Linked DNA regions of Zea mays: region 1 is linked to region 2. The links are chromatin contacts, called in public Hi-C maps. All regions are on one chromosome and are shown on one strand. The core of a region is the stretch at or near the end of the contact, and the rest is flanking DNA. Distances in the headings are between cores, read along the strand shown.

Region 1 (6,905 bases), core at 233-2,732, 170 kb before region 2:
AGTGTGGCGCGGAAGAAGGCAATGGCAGGAGAGCCATAGCTCTCATAGCTTCAGGCAGCAGCAGGACCAGAGCGCGGGCGGCAGCAGCAGCAGCAGTTGCATGCCCTGTTTCGCGCTGCGCCGGTCTCTGCTCTGCCCCCGGCGGGCCACCAGCATCGGCTGAGGCTTTCCTCTCCCCGCCCGGGCCGCGCGCGCCGTATATCTTTTGGCTTTTCGGTCGGTCGGTCGGTCGCCCAACTTCCACGCCCTCCAGATCATCACTCTCTCCGCCCTAGCTAGTCCTAGCTCCAGCCTCAATGGGCCATGCATGGCCACGGCTCCGTCTCCATTCATTCAAGTCTCCATCCATCAATCCGTTCTGATCGATCGATCCATCGGAGGCGATAGATTGACAGCCCAGGCCGGCCCGCCCGCCATAATTACCTCGTACGTACTACGTAGCGATCGAATGAAGCGTCGTTCTGTACTGTACTGTACTGTACCGACGTGCTGTCGGGGGTTTAGGTTCAACTAACTCAAGGCAGTACGTAAAGTAGTATATACTACTGGAGAGTACTAGAGTACGGTTAGGAATTTAGTCATTTCTGCATTTAATTCTGTTCAGAAATTCCATAGTCAAAATGCGCGTGTAATGGGCGTAAATAGGAGAGATTCTCAATCTCTTCTTTTTACCATTGCTGAAATAGTGTTATTTATTTATTCTTCGTATCAACTCTATTCAACATGCTGTTATTTCGGAGAACGCAACAACATGGACTTGGACGAAGGTAAAGAAGTTATTAAGATGACTAATACATCAAGAAAGGTGATAGAAGACTCATTGCAGACATACAACGATATGCAAGTGTCTGTGTCGTAAGATGGAACCATGACATATGCAAAGATCACGAAGAAACAAAGCAAGACATCGGAGTGATAGTGATAGCAGTGATGAAAAGCCATATAGTAAATAACTTATGCAAGCCATATCGTTTTTTAAAGAGGTTTGCACTAAGCAAAACAAGACTCGGTTAAAAACACTAAAACCAAAATTAGTTAGCTCATAAAGACTTATTAAAATTTGCTGGAATAACAATATGAGTTATATATTAAATCTAAAATATCAAGGCCCTGTTGCGTTGCGGCCCATCATACATGAATACATGATCGGATCCATGGTCCTTGTACATGCATGCATGCATGGTCCAGGGCGACGTGCGCGCGCGTGCTACTCCACTGGTAATACATGTACGTCTGCGCGTGGCGAATGGCAGTAGCAGCAGGCCCGTCACGAGTCGGCGCGAAATCGGATCGCCGTGCACCCATCAGGCGGTCGGACGGTGCGACACTGCGACTGCGACGGGCCGGCCGGCTGGTCGAGCGAGATCTGCCGTGCGATTACTACAATACTACTGGAGGGGACTCCTCTACCCCGAGGACCGCCGGAGCGAGCGATGGAGGGAGGCCCGCCGAATGGATCGAGGAGAGGACCACGCGCCCCACCTCGTACCGGCGCTGGCCGGACCCCGCGGTGGCGGAGCGGCGGCAGGCAGACATCCCGTCGGGCCGTCCCCACCGCTCCGATCCGCCCCACTGCCGCCACGATCCGCTGACGTTTCGGTGCCACCTCACCTCCGTCCCTCTCCGAACTGATAAGTGAGATGATGATGGATCAACTTATTCTATTCCACAAAATAAAAAAAAATGAGGAATGATCAGATGGCATTGTTGGATTGCAAGATGATCGGAGGGGCGTTGAGATTATTTGAGAAGTATTAAATCCTTTCTACTACTAAATTTATTTTAATTAGTAAGAGATTTGGTCCTCTCTAATCCACGCCGCCAAGGCGCACTACTTGCTCCCACTACAGTCTACAGATCGTAGTTTTGTATGTCAGCGTTTTTATTTTTACAGTGATCGATCGCCCGTGAGAATATATATACGGCAAACGAAACACGCGCGAGGCGATAAAAAAAAAAATGAAAGTGTATCGCAAACCATATCCTCTCTCTCTCTAAGGTGTGGACCACAATGTGAAAGTGGACCATTTTGTCTAGTGTAGAGTCGTAGACTTTTCATACATGCATGTCGCACCGTACCATGAGTACGTGGGCCGCCGGGACCTGTGCGTCTTCCTAATTAACTGTGTATATATATGCGGACACAAATGCAACAATACCAGAAACTGAACAAGAACGACCCCACTAGGGGCAAGCAGTCAATGTAAAAGGCATTTTGCTTGTTTATATATGTTTCATCTGAGCTGTGGAGTGTAAGCTACTCCTACAGTCAAGTATGGCCAAACACCAACTAACTCCCACTAGATAAGGTTAATATGAATGTCTTAATAGATCCCTGCAAAATCTATGCCTTTGCCGCCATGATGGCGTGACCACCACATTTAGGACATGTTCGGTTAGCTCTCAATCCATGTGGATTAAGTGAACTTGGATGTGTTTAAATCCCAAGAAAGTCAAAGTTCTTCTAAATTTTCCAATTCTATCCAATCTATGTATAATGAGAATAACGGAACAAGTCCTTAAATTACGTGCATGCCTGTGCCTTGGCACAATGCTTTATATATGTTTATATAGACACACACGCATATATGTGTGTACGTACTTGGCAGCATGCATGCTGAGAGCTTTGCTTTTCCCCAACCTTCGCTTATCTAGTCCACCACCTCCTCCTCCTCTTAGCTAATTATTAATATGCCCACCATGCATCATGAGTGCTGACTGTTGTGAGCCCCAAAAGCAGGGTACATACGTACACTAGAAGCAAAAGGCCGCTCGTGTCGAGCATTCGATGCCTTGCGTTTTCTAGGCAGATGGATCGTTGGAGTGGGCATGATGGGCTAGCTACGGATCGGAGTGTGTATAGTATAGTCCCTGCACTGCAGGAAATTCGTTCATCACGAAGTCGACGACGGACGCCTACAGATTGTAACGTTTCATGATGGGCTAGCTACGTCCAGTAACGTCGTCCGCTGTAGTACGTACGACAGCCTCACTGGACTGGACGTAGGTGCAGCTGGGAGAGATCGAGAGCTAGCGACAGACAGGGGCAAAGATCGTTTTGTACGTGTGGATGGATTCTGCTCTGCATGCATGTCTGCCTCTGCCTGCAATGCATGCTTCTCCGCTGCGTGCGTCCGATGGGACCCGGACCGGAACCGGGTGGACGAGGAGCCGAAATCACGTGCTGCCGAGGCCAGGCCACTCCGGCTCGATCTCCCTCCAGAGTCACGAGGCTCGTACGTGGAAGGGAGAGGACGCTGCGTGCGTGCGTGTGTGTGTTGTGTGGTCTGTGACTCTGTGAGACGTACACCGAGCGTGCAGTTCGGCTCGGCGGTCGATCGTAGGGCAGGCAGGCCGCAGCCGGGGGACTAGCTAGGAAGGAGCGGCGCTGCGGCGGCGGCTGCCGCCGTGCTCGAGCGCGTGCGCAACGCAACCCGCCAAACACCATCCCGGCGGGCCGACCTACGGTACGCCTAAGGCTATTCGCAACCGTTACCCCTAAATTTTTCCCCCTATATCACTTTCCCCCCCTATTTTTTCATCTCCCACAGCGGTTCCCCCTAAATACTCCCCATATACCCCACTACAACTATAAAATATCATTTTCTATATCAACTATCAATTTTTTATCTACTAACAATTACTCGTGGACCCACAGCACAATGTTTAGAGTGATGAACAGTGACACGCTAGATCTGGGGGGAGAGAGAAGGGGGCCGGCGCGTAGGGTGCGTTGTAGAGGGCACCGCTGCGGCCGTAGGGTGCCCCCTACAGGCGGCATGCAAGGGGAGGGGGCTGCGTAGGGGCAGCCCTTGCAGTTAGTCTAAGTTCTAACCGATCCGCACGTCACTCTACACGTCGCACGGCGTACGTGCGCTGCGCTAGCTGCATGCATGAGATGCGACCACGACGCGCGCGACCTAGTCCCGTAGCCATGCGTGCGCCCATGTTTGTATATATGAGCATGCAGCCTAAGGCCCGGCCACCCGGCATATGGCCCGGTTTTTTTGTCTGGCCCAAGCACGACACGCGCGGGAGTCGTGCTCGGACCGGTCCAGTTCAATAAATCAGGTCGTGCTTGGGCTACCGGCATGGCCCGGCCCACCAGAAAACGGTAGGCACGGGGCCGGCCCGGTGTCGGGGAGCGGGGGCATAAGACCGGGCATCCGGCCTCCCGCCCTTCCCACTCCGGCTCTCCCTCTCCGGCTCTCCACTCTGGCGCTCTCCTCACTCGATTCGCTCCGCCCGATGCTTCGTCACCGTCGCCGTCGCCACTGCTAGATCTTCTTCACCGGCGACATCGATGGGTCTCCTACTCTCCTTCCGTGCGGCTCGCCCCTCTCCGTCTCTCCCTCGGTCCCTCCCCAATCTAGATATCCCTAACCCTAATCTCCTCTTCTCCGGCTCTCCCTCCCACGTCGTCGTGCACTTGACCGGTTGACCCTCGTTTCCGGCTCCAGGCTACGGCTTGGCAGATACGTCCCTCTCTGGCTCTCCCTCCCCAGTCGGCAATCCCAATCCCTAACCCTAACCCTAATCTCCTCTTCTCCGGCTCTCCCTCCTGCGTCGTCATGCACTTGACCCTCGTCTCCGGCTCTGGGCTCCGACTTGGCAGGTATGTCCCTCTCCGGCTCTCCCTCCCCAGTCGGCAAATCCCTAACCCTAACCTAATCTCCTCTTCGCTGCTTGCTTGTGGGCTTTGGTAGGTCGCCAGCCGACTACGTTGTAGTCGTGCTAGTGCCGCCAGGGCCGTTGAGGTACAGTGCCGAGAAGGGGGTTATGGATGACGACGACGACAACGGTCGGTACCCTAGAACCATCAACGACGAGCTCGTTGAGTTAGGGTAGCTTACCGATGACGTCGACGACATGGGAGATGTTGTTGCTGCCTTGTTCGGTGTCGGTAGCAGTCATACTGCCATCGACCCTGAGGGGGCACCTGTCGGGCCGGTAAGTGATGCTGCTGGCTCTAATGATCTTGATTCATTAACTTCTTCAAGCATTGGTAAGCGCCGATCTGCTGTATGGGATGACTTCACTGAAGTCACAGAAAATCGTAATGGTAAGAAGGTGCGCATTGTAGGTATTTGCAAATTTTGCAAGGCTCGGTTGAGTGCTAATTCTAATGCTGGCACTAGACACTTGCTTAGGCACCTGAAATCGTATAAAAAGAAGTCTGATCATGCTGCTATGGTTCAAACTAGACTAGCTTTGAACCCTGATGGGTCTTTTAAAAACTGGGAATACGATCCTCAGGTGGCTAGAACTGAGCTTTGTCGTTTGATTGCTAGACTTGATCTTCCTTTAGGGATAGCTGACACAGATGGTTGGGATGATTACATTCATCATGCTCACAACCCTATATATATTAGAGTATCTAGGTTTACAAGTGCTAGAGACTTGGTTAAGCTATACAATGAGAAATTAAATAACTTAAAAGATATTGTTTTTCCTGTTGTGTCTTCTATTGGCTTGACTTCTGATATATGGTCTGGTAATGCCAAGGAAGACTACATTACTATTGTTGCTCATTTTGTTAATGCCGATTGGGAATTAAAGAAGTATGTGATAGCTTTAAATTGATCCAAGTGTCTCATAGTGGTGTTAACATTGCTGAACGCATTGCTTGTGTGATTCAATACTTTGGCATGATTGATAAAGTGTTCTCTGCTACCTTAGATAATGCTTCTTCTAATTCAACTACCATGCTTACATTGTCACCTATGCTTGCTGGTTATTTGGGTGCTGATGTTGATCCAACAGATCCTAGCAACAAAACTTATAGTGTGCTTCATTAGCGTTGTGCTTGTCACATTATTAACTTGATTGTGAAATGTGGCTTGAAAAGGCTTAAGGATTATTTAGATGTGTTTAGGACTGCTATTAATTTCTTAAACTCTTCTAACCAGAGAATTGGTTCATTTAGTAATTATTGCAAAGCAAAAGGTTATAGACTTAGAAGATTTGGTTTAAACATGGATGTTAGATGGAACTTAACATATCTTATGCTAAAACATCTCTTGCCATATAAGTATGTATTTTCTGTGTTCATTAATACACACTATGGCTATCCTCTACTGAATGAACAACATTGGTATGTAGCTGAAAAGGTTTTGGAGTTCCTTGAGCTGTTTTATGAATCAACTATTGTCATGTCTGGTGTTTATTACCCCACCAGTCCTTTGGTAATCCATCACATACTTGAATTTGCTATCCACCTGCATGAACATGAACATGATACTAATCTAAGTGTTGTTGTTGTTCCAATGAAAGCTAAGTTCATGGAGTACTGGGAGTCTATACCAATGTTATATTCTTTTGCATTTGTTCTAGACCCTAGAGCTAAAATGAGGGGTTTGTATAATGTTCTTGAACTGCTTTCTTAGTCTAACAATTACAATTACAGTACTTATTTTGCCGATGTTAAGACTGAGTTGTATAAGCTATATGTCAAGTATGAAACTAAGTTTGGTGCTGCTAGGCCATCCAGAACCACACATCAATCAAGTATGACAGGTAAGAGAAAACAGGCATGGGGTAAATTTTTTGGAGGAACGGGTGCTTCTAGATACTTAATTGCATCAGGTTCTTCAGGTAGTAGTGGACCTGGTGCAGGTCTTTGTGAGCTAATTGTTTACCTTGACAGTGACAACGTGGCTGCCTATGAGGATGGTTTTGATATCCTAAATTGGTGGCATGAGCATAAAACTAACTGTCGGTACCCTGAATCAGGGGTACCCCTTACTACAGTATGAAGACATGGTGCCCGCGCGACTATCTCTAGTCGCGCGGTGAACGGCACCTGACCCCTCCACGAGGGCGGCTCCAGGGCCGCCACGTGGCCAGAGGAGACAATATACTCCAAGGTGGCGACAGTGGGTCCGGACCCCACGGGAAAGTGCCGG
Region 2 (6,578 bases), core at 1,862-4,361:
CCTTTATTTTTTAAAAAAAAGTTGTATAGCATCGTCTTGTATTAAAAACATGTTTAAAACCCCTATAGCTAATGGTTAACGAGCTAATAAACTAATGATTAACTATGAGTTATCTAACAATTAGCTAGGATATGAATTAGAGGTGTTTGAAACATCTACATCTAATTTTAACACTTAATTAATAGTTTTAGAAGTTTCAAATAGGACCTAACTCATGTCCTCTTGCTCTTCTGTGTGAGCAGAGTTACAAGATGGAAATACCTATGCTTGTGACTGGATTGTGCTTCTGTATTTTTTCTCTCGTACTAAAGAGACAAGAGTTCTACCCTTTTACCCTCTCATCGCTGGAAGGGAAGGTAAAGAGAAAGGGTCTCGCGTGCGGCTATTCAAGAGACGGGCAACTGAAAAGTTTTTAACCGGAGTTGAAACTCCCGCGGTTAACGAATGCTAAAAATTAACACAATCACACCATGCCTCGCCCGCTCGCCGCCTGCCTACCACGCCCGGCCGGCGGCGACATGCGTGCGTGGCACACATTTGTTCGTTTCTTAACATCTCAAATTAGGTGGAATAATTTCCACCATATAAGTGAAGCCAACGATCCTTAGAATTCCAATTCGGTACTATTTGTATTGTCCACAATTAGACACCATAGAGTTTATTGATTTATCAAATTTAAATGAGTCTAGCCCATAATAAATCCAAAAGGTGCTGTATCATCTCTCTAAACAACCACTCTAAACAACCAGCATGGCAACAGCTATAGACTGGTAGCCATGAGGATGTGGAAATCTGGGATACAATCTAACAGTTCATACACGAAGCTCACACGCAATCATTTGAGCCTTGAGGGCAAGGATGCTGCGCTGGCCATAAGCTGATACAAAGAAGGCAATAAATCAGGGGCATGTGTTTCACACATTCATTCAAAACAATAGGAGCAAGCAAGAGCAAACAATATTTCGATCTTAAATCGTACTTAGATATAGTACTTTTTAATTGGTTATTAGGAGAAAAAAAGGAAAATAAAAAATAGCTATGACAGAAATTTTGGTAAATGCATATGAAACTTGGGCAACGATTGCTATGCAAGCAGTCCTTCTTTGCATGCGTGCAAGCAAACCATTTGGTACATTAGATTACGATCCAAACACAGACAACCATGGTTTGTTAGGGTTTTTTTATAAAGATTATTGAGCTGGTAGTAGAAGGGTTTAAATGTTAAAATGACCTATGGTTGGATCACGATCTAATGGGCTAGATGGTTTGTTTGCATGCTTGTAAAGAAGGACTGCTTGCGTAGCAATCGTTGCCGTGAAACTTGCACCCCGACAGAAATAGTTGAGCACAAAGAAAGGACTCATCATGAAGTTTTCTTGTTTCATATGGACAAACTGAAAACGTCTTCGTCTTCAAGAATAGAGTTGAGAGATTCTAACTGCACAAAGCCTGCTCTCAGAATGACCATACGCGGCGTACCAAATTAATTCATAACAATGACCAGGGATGGAGCCAGAATTTTTTTAAGAGAGACTGAACTAAACCACTGTAGTATAGAAGTCTCTTTTACACACATTTAAAGTTTAGAGGAGGCTCCTGCTATGTGGTAGATATATTACCAATAATGCATGACAGGGACGATTATCTTTCATTTCACTGACGATCATCAAATAGAAACGTTAATGGTTCCATCTATGTGGTAAGAAAAGCTACAAACCACATAAACAATAAAACAACACTACTAAAATTTGAATAGACAAGATTGTCCGTTTGTCACTAACAAATTTACCATGTCAATAGGAATAGCATGAGAAAGAAGAAGGATGTGGATACATTACATGTTTGTGGAAGGAGTTTACCCATTTAGATACTCTGTGGCGACAGGGATGGTGGGAAGTTGGTATATACGTAGGCACGCATAATGTGGTGGTTCAATTCGCACACCCTCTCAAGCTGCAAAGTCTTGGTGTCCATGGAAAAACATTCCAAGTCTTCTATCACTGCCGATGAGCTTACATGCACCCCTGCTAAGCTTAGGTGTTCAGGAAACCTTAGCAGGAGCGTGTACCTCTCCATCGCACCCCTGATGTAATACCGAAATCCAGGATCCAGCGGAATTATCTTCTCCACCTGCCACTGGTTGGAATTGGAACCGTCGGCATCGTCTCGCCTTACAGTATAATGGAGGCTAACTGCACCATCTGCAACGTGGTCGCGGAGCGCCAACATCCCAACCCTGCCTTCCCCTGCTTCCACAACTGCGATCTGTCGCCTATGGCAGCTAGGTGGGACGTCAGCGATGGAGAATTCCATCCTCCCAGCGTCAAGCACGAGCAACTTGTCTCGCCAATCCATAACCCAGTAGAAGCAGCCGCGAGCGTACTGGCGGCCGGAGAACGTAGGGCTCCTTGACGACACGCCCAGGCCGGCCATCAGGTCGCGCCAGGCCATGGACGCGACGGCTCGCCATTCCCCAGTGGTGGAAGAGAAGGCGAAGGCGACCAGCTTGGCTTTGCACTGCACCATACAGATCACTTCGAACGACGTCTCATCCTCTCCGTCGGCGCCGTGGGGGACGAGGAAGGGCTCGCACCAGCGGTCGAACTCCAAGCGGAGCGGGTGCTCCACCGCTGTGGCCAGGTCGACGGGGACCGGGGGGAGCAGGACGCAGCGCCGGTGCAAGGGGTCGCACACCGCTATCTCCGTGAAGACCTGCGGCTCGTCGCCTCTGTCCTCGGGGGAGCGGTCGAGGAGGACGCGGCCGTCGCGGACGTCGCGGACGACCCAGCCGCGGCCCGTGGAGGAGGCGGGTAGGAACGAGAAGGAGAAATCCGCTGCGAGCGAGACGGCCCGCGCCGCGGGGGCGGATGCGTGGGGCGGGAGCGCCGGGTGGAAGCCGTTGTGGTCGAGGAAGCCGAGGAGAGGCGCGGGGTGGAGCGAACGGTACCGGCGGAGGAACGCGCGGTCGGCGACGAGGCGGCGGAAGGGGACGCAGGCGGCTGCGGTGCGAACGAGGTCGGCCGGCTCCGCAAGGCGGAGGAAGATGTCCGACAGGAGGTCGTCGGTGAGCAGCGCCGGCGAGGCCATGTCCATGTCGTGGGCGGGCAGCGGGAGAGAGGGGGCTTGGGGGTTGCTGGGAAATCGGGATCGACGGTCATTTCAAATTTATGGGCCGGTTCGTTGTTCTGAATAAGTCAACGATGGCGCTCGGTAGTTGATTGTTGAAAGGGAATTTTGAGCCAGGTCAAATCTCATCTCAGCCCACCTGATCCCAGTATCCCACACGACTCGGCCTACTCACTTCTTGGCTGAATGGCCCTACGGATTTTGGTGGCCTTTTATGGTCTGGTTTAGCCTAGAAATGCTCAAGACTGAGTGAAGACCAACAGATAATTCAGAATGTAATTGCTTGTTATGGATGTAACAGTGTTGTCCACTTAGACCATGTTTGTTTCATTTCAAAATTATATAATCCAACTTATAAATTATATAAGCATCTAATGACCTACTTATGAATTATCATAATATAGATATCCAGATTATATAATCCACCTAATAATTTATGTTGTTTGTTTGTCTCTTAATTTATTTAAAATGGATTATATAATCTCGAGGGTAAATAAATATGGTCCTAGATGTTTTGTAGCTCTGCCTTCGCTATATATGCAACGATCATGTTGGTGTCATTGTGTCGATCTAGCGATACTCTCCCTATGCGCTTGTCGGACGGTCTGCGCTTGAGGCTCAGACGGTTCTCATATGTGCATAAAGTTTTCTTCAAAGCACAGGACCTAAATCTCGCCTCGTGGAAGGGATTCCGTCGGGAGGAAAGATCTAGGGGGTTGTTCTGGGGTCGGCAAGCCACCCAAAACGCCTTTAGACGACATCATGCCGAAGAGAGGTGAAAAAATAGGTCGACGAAGACTAATACTAGGGCTAGACTAAAGCTGGATTACTCCTACCTCTAAGAAATAGCAAGAACATTGAAAATAAAGTAAATATGGTAAATAAGTATGATTGGATCGATTGTGGGGTGCCAATCGGTCGTACCCATCGTTTATATAAGGGAAAATTCTAGATCCGTTACTAGTCAGTTACCGAGTTAATTCTGCAGAGTTTGCAAATAAATCCCGCAAGAAACAAGCTACTCTAATCGATTCCGCGTACGTACAGACCATCTGTGCTGCCACCGCGAACTATCCGAACCATAGACCGGCTGTAGATTTCAGTGCTCAATAGATTGTATCATATGTTCAAATATGTCTTAAAACTGAACTCCGTGCCGTGGCTAAAACTTGTTATTCAAAATGTGACGTTGCGTTGGATTTGGATTGGGAAATATGGTCACGTCTTTGAGTTTGGATTAGAAGCACGTAGACATCAAAAGTGGCCCCGTTGGATGGGATGGCCAATGAAAAAACTGAGATTTTAACTTAGGGTTAGTTTGGTAACTCATATTTTTCTAAAAAATTATATATATTTTTAAAAATAGTTTTTTTAAAAAAAAATCACTTACGAAACGTTTTGATTTATTCATTATGGAAAAATTAAAATTTACTAAATAAAGTAATCTATCTAGCTTGGAATTTAACATTCCACCACTTTCCAAAGTTCAGATATAAGTTTAACTCAAATTAATAGGATTGAGGATGATAAATGATTTTATGTATCAATAGAATTTATTTCTACTCTATAGCTTATAGGACGCTCTTCGGTTTACTTCTCTATAAAAAAATATAGCACATAAATATCTTCAACATCTTACTAATATTAGTATATAAATATATTTTATATAAAACCGAATTAGCTTAATTAATATTTGTATAAATTACTATTATTATAATGGAATTTAATTAAGGATCCAAACAAAGTGTTAGAAAAATAGTGTTGCCAAATTAGCCGTCAATGTTAGATATGCATAGATATACATAAAGCAAGGGTGTTGGTCGTGGTTTAGTGGCCACCGAGGTATCACCGTTGGAGCATTATATACTTCATCCGTTCCAAAATTATATCCATTTTAACTCTGGATTGTTATATCTATATTTAAATAGACAACGATAAATCTAGACACATATATAAAACATATGTATTAAGTATTGTATAAGTTCTCTTGACGCGGATCGGGACGCCAATCATTAAGAGTTGTTCCGCTTGACGAGCTCTATGCGGCGACGCGGATAGTCCGTGGCCTAGGCTGTACGATCAACGACCTGGCAGTAGGAGCGGGTTTCCCTACATCAAGCCGGACGGTCTACGCCTTGTGATGGGAAGGTCCGCGTGTGTGTAGGGGCGGCGACGTTCGCCAACAGCACATAGATCCCGCCTCCCGGGAGGCACCCCGTTAAGGAAGAGTGATTCTAGGGTTTGTATTGGGATCGATAGGTCATCTAAGACACTCTAGACGACGTAGAGTCGAAGAGAAGTGAAAATCGAGATGAATACTATGATACTAGCTACTCATAGGGAAAAAGTAAAGTAACGGAAGATATATTGATTTTGGTTCGATTGTTGGTGCCCACAATCGACCGTACACCTTCATATATATAGGAGGATGTATAGACTCGTTCCTAGATGTTTCTCAACAGAATCCATGGGTTTTAGATGGATAAACATGCACAAAAAATAGGTTATTCACGCCTAATTTATCTTATCTAATTGCGGGACGTCCACGCCTAAGGGTGGACTGTCCGTGGCCCGAACCGTTCGGTCGTGTCTAGTGCCATAAATAATGCTCAATATATTTATTAAAAATCTCAAAAGAAATATTAATTTGGGACCGAGGGAGTATGTGATTTTGATGACCGCCTTGTGGAATCGTGATTTTATAATGAGAAATTACATAGACAGGAAGCGCGTTAAAATTTACATTTAAATAGACAGTATTAAAAGTAATATTACCCAAATACCATAAAATTATTATTTGGATACTGCACCTATATTTGTACATGTGCTACCTATGCTTAGCACAAGTTATTATTTCTATGACTAGATATTATGCTATTTCTAGCACCTTATTCGTATGTATACTCTATAAACAGTACAATTTACAGTATAGAACAGTGAAAAACAATATTTTTGAATAAACTTTGGATGACTAATACACACGACTTGAAAAAAACGTAGATAGTCGTGGACTATTGCCAATGCATGTTAGAAGTGGGGTTAGTTTACTTTATCTTGAGCACGCAGGCTGCGAATGATTTGCTTGAACGGCCCCTATATGTGATGCGTCATCCATGTGTACGTGTAAGAAATTAATATCGAAAGGAAATCCAGCAACGCTGCATCGCACTAATATATCTATACAGTATTACAGATAGAGGCAAAGGTAGCCGCACTACGGATGGCGCACGGTGCACGCCAGGGATTTGCCGTCCCTTTCCGAGCGCACTTCCTTGCGGCACGACATCCCTTGTTCTTGCTTGGTGTATTTCCCTTCTTGCCGACTACTATTACCGTGGGCCGGCCGTGGCTGCTTGTTTATTTTTTAATCGTTGCTATGGGTACTTGCGATTGTGCATCCCGCCACTCAAAATTCAGGCACTAACGTTTGTCTCTATGGCATCGGGAAGATG

Evidence for each region. Hi-C and Micro-C count contacts between places; a contact is called where the count stands out from the background.
Region 1: a Hi-C map of leaf shows a contact between it and region 2, with 3 times the contacts expected there. The contact joins the enhancer-like site here to the promoter of LOC100273559 in region 2.

The regions. Positions count from the first base shown.
Region 1 is chr7:165,650,213-165,657,117 of Zm-B73-REFERENCE-NAM-5.0, reverse strand. No RefSeq gene overlaps it. Among protein-coding and RNA genes, the nearest start is that of LOC103633284, 11 kb to the right of the region's middle. Within about 2 kb of position 1,482, at least 18 of the 20 cell types and tissues checked have an H3K27ac peak or open chromatin away from gene starts, as enhancers often do. A contact at or near this core is called in leaf, where this site is marked.
Region 2 is chr7:165,478,044-165,484,621 of Zm-B73-REFERENCE-NAM-5.0, reverse strand. It overlaps LOC100273559, which reads right to left and starts at 3,111. Exons shown (of 2, transcript NM_001147977.2): 1 at 1,839-3,111; 2 at 635-877. The coding sequence starts at 3,093. The coding sequence ends at 1,864.